Regions from separate parts of the Mus musculus genome. Here region 2 is linked to region 1. Evidence: chromatin contacts called from public promoter capture Hi-C data. All regions are on one chromosome and are shown on one strand. The core of a region is the stretch at or near the end of the contact, and the rest is flanking DNA. Distances in the headings are between cores, read along the strand shown.

Evidence for each region. Capture Hi-C pulls out chosen DNA fragments and counts their contacts.
Region 2: a contact with region 1 is called in a promoter capture Hi-C map of liver. The contact joins the promoter of Rbm44 here to the promoter of Lrrfip1 in region 1. A contact is called at or near these places in 1 of 115 datasets of contacts at active chromatin or transcription factors (embryonic stem cells) and 3 of 9 other capture datasets (adipose tissue, liver and pancreatic islet).

What each region holds. Positions count from the first base shown.
Region 1 is chr1:91,051,958-91,054,873 of GRCm38.p6, reverse strand. Lrrfip1 (leucine rich repeat (in FLII) interacting protein 1) reads right to left here and starts at 1,430. Exons shown (of 25, transcript NM_001310732.1): 1 at 1,151-1,430. The coding sequence starts at 1,216.
Region 2 is chr1:91,143,757-91,146,786 of GRCm38.p6, reverse strand. Rbm44 (RNA binding motif protein 44) reads right to left here and starts at 1,684. Exons shown (of 16, transcript NM_001033408.4): 1 at 1,618-1,684.

The DNA of each region.
Region 1 (2,916 bases), core at 181-2,680:
CCAGCAATTCTCAGCAAGGAACTGACATTTTACAAGTCTGTCATTGGAATAAAAGTTTACTTAGCCTTCCTAGCACTTGGAGGAAGCTCCCCCAGTCAGAGCAGCCTTGCCTCGACTACTCTTCCTTAAAGACCAACTAACTACAGGATTAACTCCTACCTGGAGAATGAGTGGCTGAGGCTCAGTTTTTATCAAGGTCTCACAAAAGCCTGCTAAAATGGGAACCTTGGGTCTCCCCCTCTCTCTGGTATCAACTCCATAAAATACATGGTTTCACAGAGTACAATTTACTTTGAAATATTCCCACTAATAAGCAACCACAGCCATGGATAAGGCGCGCGGGGGTGGGGGGGGTGGGTGGGTGATGCAGGCTTGTAAGCCCGATAGTGGAAGGGTTGAGACATGAGAATCCTGAGAGCAAGGCTAGTTTGGGTTATGGATCCTGCCTGAACTCCCAGACCCCAAAACTATAAACTACACAGGCTGTAACAACCAAAAATCCCCCAACTCCCCGGTGCCCAATTTTCAATCACCGTCGTCCTCATCCACTGTCCCTACGTAAGTTCGGGAAGTAAAATATGCGTAAGCACCTTGCCCAGACACAAGTGGCTTCTGGCACCCGCCGAAGTGGATCTGGGGCCCTGGATCCTAGAGGAAGGTGTTCCTGAGGTCAAGAACCTGTAAACCCTCCAAGCCACTCATGGCAAGGTGGTGCGGCTGGATGAGGACCCAGGTGCTGTACTCGGTAAAACACCAAACCAGCAGTTCCCTGTGAAACTCTACACCACCCTCAGATCTCAGACCTCGGTTGGGTCCTGGCCAGAGCCAGCCAGCTGGGCAAAGCCTGCCTAAAGACCATCACTAGGGGTGGAGGGAGAGCCCACTCTCCTTTTCGTCCTTGAGAGGAACATTGGAGCATAAAATGTACTTTTCAGAGCTCCGCCTACGGACACCTTACACTCAGCCAACCACCTGATGGTAGGCAGGAGCTGCCCTATATCAGGATTTTCGAGTGGCCCAAGCCCACTCGCCTCTACTCCAGCAGCACCACGGTAGCTGAAGGGGCCACTGTCCTTGACCTTAGAACCAACTGAGGGACCCAGGCGGCGGTTGCTGGCAGGCACAGGTCTGAATCATGTCTCCCTCTTACCAGTCTTTGCGCCTCTGGACTCAGACAGTCGATTTCCTTGTTTTGCGCGCCCTCTGGGCTGGTCATGTTGCCGAAGTGAAGTGCAGACCAACTTCCCACCCAAGAGTTCGCGCGGAAGACCCGCTCCCTAGTCCACAGGCAGAGGGTTCTCAGTGAGGCCACATTCTGGGATCCAGGAAAGCCGTCCAGGCAGAAGTAGAACTTTCAACGATCCCCTGGGCGCACACGCTCGGACGCCCAACTCCGAGGTTCCCTAGCTGGGGTGCGGCCGGCGGGGCGGGGCGCAGGTGGCTCCCGGCCGGGGGCGGGGGTGGCAAGAGAGGAGCCGGGGGCATACTCCGCCCCAGCCCCGCCCAGCCTCTCCCCACGCCCCACCCACCCTATGCCCGCCTCTCCTTCCTTCCCAGCCCCTTTCCCGCGCTCTTTCCAGGGGGTTGTACCCCTTCCTCTATGGTTCCACCCAGCCTGTGTCCATCTGCTTCCAACTTTCCTTCCTCGCAGCCACATTCTGCCACTTTAGTCGTCGGCTTCGCCCACGATGGCACTCTCAGCCAAAGCACTCCTACCATGAGGTCCACTCGGGCCCGCCTACCCGGGACCCCAGCTCCTCCTCCGTAGCCCCACCCACGCTCCTCCTCTTGCACCGCCTCAGAGCCTCCGGAACCGCCTCCCTCCCCTCCAGACCGCTCCTGGCCAGCAAGCTGCTGTGCCATCAATCACCACCCAGTCCCTGCGGCAGACACCGGAAAGACTGAGGGAAAGACCCTGGGGACCCCACCCTTGGCCACGCCCTGGCCGTCCCCAGCTGAGTCAGCGCGGGAGACCAGCCCAGGCCTAGGGAGGCGCGCCTTCGGTTAGGACACGCGTGGCTTTAGCTGGAACCACACCGCATGAGCCTCTGCCAGAGCGCAGCTGCGCCCGTCACTACTGTCTTCCGAGCCGGCACGGCTTTGGGGACCACAAAGCTACCGCCCATGACCACGCTGGACAGGAGCGAGAATCAAGCGGAGGTGACAGCCGCGATCCGATAGGGAGCGTCGAGGAACTAGTATCCACGCTGGACAGTGACCCGACTCGCAGCACGCGCCTTCCACGTCCACTGGGCAGGAGCACCCCTGATTTAAACTTAAAGCCAAGCGGGCAAGCAACCAGAAGGTTCCAGTGTTGTGCGCTATGGACAGGAGCACATGGCCTGGGTGACCTGTTTTCTCCACCCTAGAAGAGCCTTCTTCGGGCTCAAAAGGAAAATCAGAGGGCCCCCTGCCTTGTTTCTCTGTACTGGAGACTCCAGAAAGATCTAGAGAAGCCAGTCACATCTGAGCCCGGCTGACACGCTTTTTTGGTAACAAGGAACCAGTGTGCGCTGGCTTATGCACATGTGGGGCAGCAGCATTCTGGTACTAAGTCTCTGGGTAGTGCTTCGAAGGACTGGGTAGACCAGAGAGTAGACACAGAAAGACGAGTTCTAGGGGGCAGGATGGCCTGGACCAAAGGGATGAAGGGGACCTAGTTTGAGGAGTACTATGCAGGCCGAAAGAAAATGGGTACCAAGCTTTGGTGAAGTGTTTCAGATGAGGAAAACTTCCTGGGAAGGAGAAGACCTGCTCCCAGCAGTTGGTTTCAGCATCACAGTTTACAAACAAAGCTCTATCAATCAGAGAGAATAGTTTTGGATAACACCGTAACGGCAAGGGCTGTGGAATTTCTATGGGGGTCCAAGTAGTTTTACTAGGACTAACTTTACAGGTGAGAGTGGAATCCAGTTA
Region 2 (3,030 bases), core at 435-2,934, 92 kb before region 1:
AGATCTTCCTATTTAAAATCTCTGTCTTGATTCATGGTCTGCAGCACGCTTCTAAGAAGGAAGTCTGGCTATCACAGGGGTTCAGACCTTTCCTTTCCTCAGAAACCACAGCCCCAAACTGTCCACTGCATTATATTATAAAGCATTATTTTCACACAATTTACCTAGATTTTTTTATGGCAAGGCAATAAGCCTAAATATGTTTATGTTCTTGGATGTGTAGTGAATGCGTTAGTATCTATCTACACTCAGGAGGCAGAACTCGATGAATCTGAGGCCAGCCTGAATCTCAGAATGAATTCCAGGTCAGTCAGAGCAACATCCTAAGACCCTGTCTACCCAAAATAAACAACAAAACCAAAACAATAAAAGATGTTACTTCCTTAAGATTTGGAAATGAAGCATCACATTCATAAAAGTCTCTGGGTGAAATAAATCACAATGGAAATCATAAAACATTTTGAAATTTAGTATGTAGTATGCAGCTAAAATAGCACTCATTTACAGCTTTAGGGGTTGGGCACTCTAAGTCAGTGGTAGACTGACCACTTGCCTAACACATCTCATGCAGCAAACCTGGGTTCAAGAACCAGCACACACCATCAATAGAAAATAGTATTGAATCCTTTCACTACAAAAGATTTACCAGAAATGCCTGAAGGTTCTGAAGAAACAAGAAACCAGGCATGTGCTGGAGAGACGGCCCAGTGGTTAGGCGCACTTATTGCTCTATGACGGTGCAAGTGGGATTCCCAGCACCCACAGTGGGTGACTCAGAACCAAAGTCCAGCTCAGGACTGATGGCCTCTTCTGTTCTCTGCGGGCAATCGTGCATGCAAACAAGACAAAAGTTGTTTCTTAAAAACAAATGGAATTGATACTCTTTATAAGACTTGGTCTGAGAAAACATAAACCACTAACCTATTGGCAATATTAAAGCGATAATAGAGGATTAAAACACTTTCTCTAACAAATCTGACAACTCTTCAATGGTCTCTTAGCACCTAAGGAAATTAAATCTCTATTTACAAACTTCTCCTCAAAGAAAATGACAGGTGTGGATTGCTGATGAATCCTTATAATCAAGAGATAAACCCAGGATTTTATCTTATGATGTGAGGAAAAAGGCAAGACTTACCAGCATGTTTTTTTTTTCTTTTACCAGAACTAGCATAGTCATTTTTTTTCTTTTTTAATCAGATACGTGTACTGATGTGTGCCTGCGTGTCTGTATGTGCACCATGTGTGTGCAGACGCCAGAGAACAACCTTTGACCTCAGTGACAACACTGTCACTGAGTGCCCACTTGTCTCTTTAGTCACTCTCACAGTGCTTGTGGCGAGCCTGGGGACCTGGCTCAGTGGCAGAACCCTTGCCTAGCATGAAGGAGCCCCCTGGGTTCCATGCCCAGCACCTAACCAATAGGTGTGTCGATGCATAGGGTGACTTCCAGGCCAGCCTGCAAGAGCAAATTACTACCGTGGTGGTGGGATCAAAAAAATGCAACTGAGCGGGCACTTTGCTGCAGGGCAGCATAGGTCCGAACAGGCTCCTACCGGCCCCTGTTGCCCAGGGTGTGGGTGAGGCTAGGGTGTCTCGCCTCCATTCCGGGCTCACCGTAAGTGTCGTCTGTGTCCCTGCTGTCAACCTCTCCTCCAGGTTGCTCTCTCCTCCTCTACTTTCCAAGGAGTAGTGTCCCAGGGTTTAGCGGGTAACGGCTGCCGGAGGCCCACCCACCGCTCGAGGAGAGCTCCTATTGGCTGTGTAACAGGGTGGCTCCATGATTGGCCTGGTGGGGCTTAAATGCGCGGGAAGGAGCTGCACGGGGCTTGGATTGGACTCGCTGGGAGTATCTTCTCGCGAGACTTAAAAGGCGCTAAGCGGGTGAGTGCCTGTGGTTTGTAGAGCTGTGTGTGCCCTAGACATGGAACCCCGTGGCTTGCGCTTTGCTGCATCCTGCATCCTCTTTGCGGGGTGAGGGGGTCTAGAGTGGGGCACTTATTTGCCTCTGGGACAAAATGTATGGGCGTACAACAAAATTCAGAAAGCAAGAGATTGTTTCAGTACAATCATTAAAAACAAAAAAGTAACAGAAAAAGACTCAAAATGAGAAAATTATCCAAACCAGTATCCTTTTTTTTTTTTCTCCTCTCTTCCATTTTGGTCAGGTTGTAAACGGCTCCATGGAGAACACTGTTTGTGATCCTGTTTTTATTTAGTTTGGTATCATGGATCTCTTAGTATTCATTTTGATTTTTATATGACTGCATTAAAAGATTATTTGAGCCAGGCAGTGGTGGCGCACGCCTTTAATCCCAGCACTTGGGAGGCAGAGGCAGGTGGATTTCTGAGTTCGAGGCCAGCTTGGTCTACAAAGTGAGTTCCAGGACAGCCAGGGCTACACAGAGAAACCCTGTCTCAAAAACAAACAAACAAACAAAAAACAACAAAAAAACACAAAACAAAAGATTATTTGATTGCTGAGGTTTTAAATTTTCATTATATACATATTTTTTAAAGCTTTTTATTTGTAATTACGCCTATATGCGTGTTTCTCGGTGGGTAGGTACACGTTGAGTGCGCTGTCTTTAGGGGCCAGAAAAGGGCATGGAATTCTCTGAAGTTGGAGTTCATAGGAGGTTGTGAGCCCTGGTGGTCCTGGGATTCCAAATGGAGTCCTCTATGGGAACTGTATGTACTCTTAACCACTGAGCCATCTCTCTAGCCCCTCCCACATACATATTTTGTTTGTGTTCTCAGTACAGATACGGTAGATAATTTAAGCTTGCACAAAATTAGACGATCCAGGAGGACCAACATCTCAATAGCATCATAGGTGACTTTACTTGTCTGAACATAATTACCAAAGAGTAGTGGAGGCCCTTTCAATAAGGACAAAATGGGTTTAAACCTGGGTCTACCTTCAAACTGCTCCATCAGAGACAGAGGCCTCATTTATTCTTTTATTAATAAATTGATTTGCCAAACTCATATTGACCTACCAGCAGCTGGGTGCTGTTCAGTAATGAA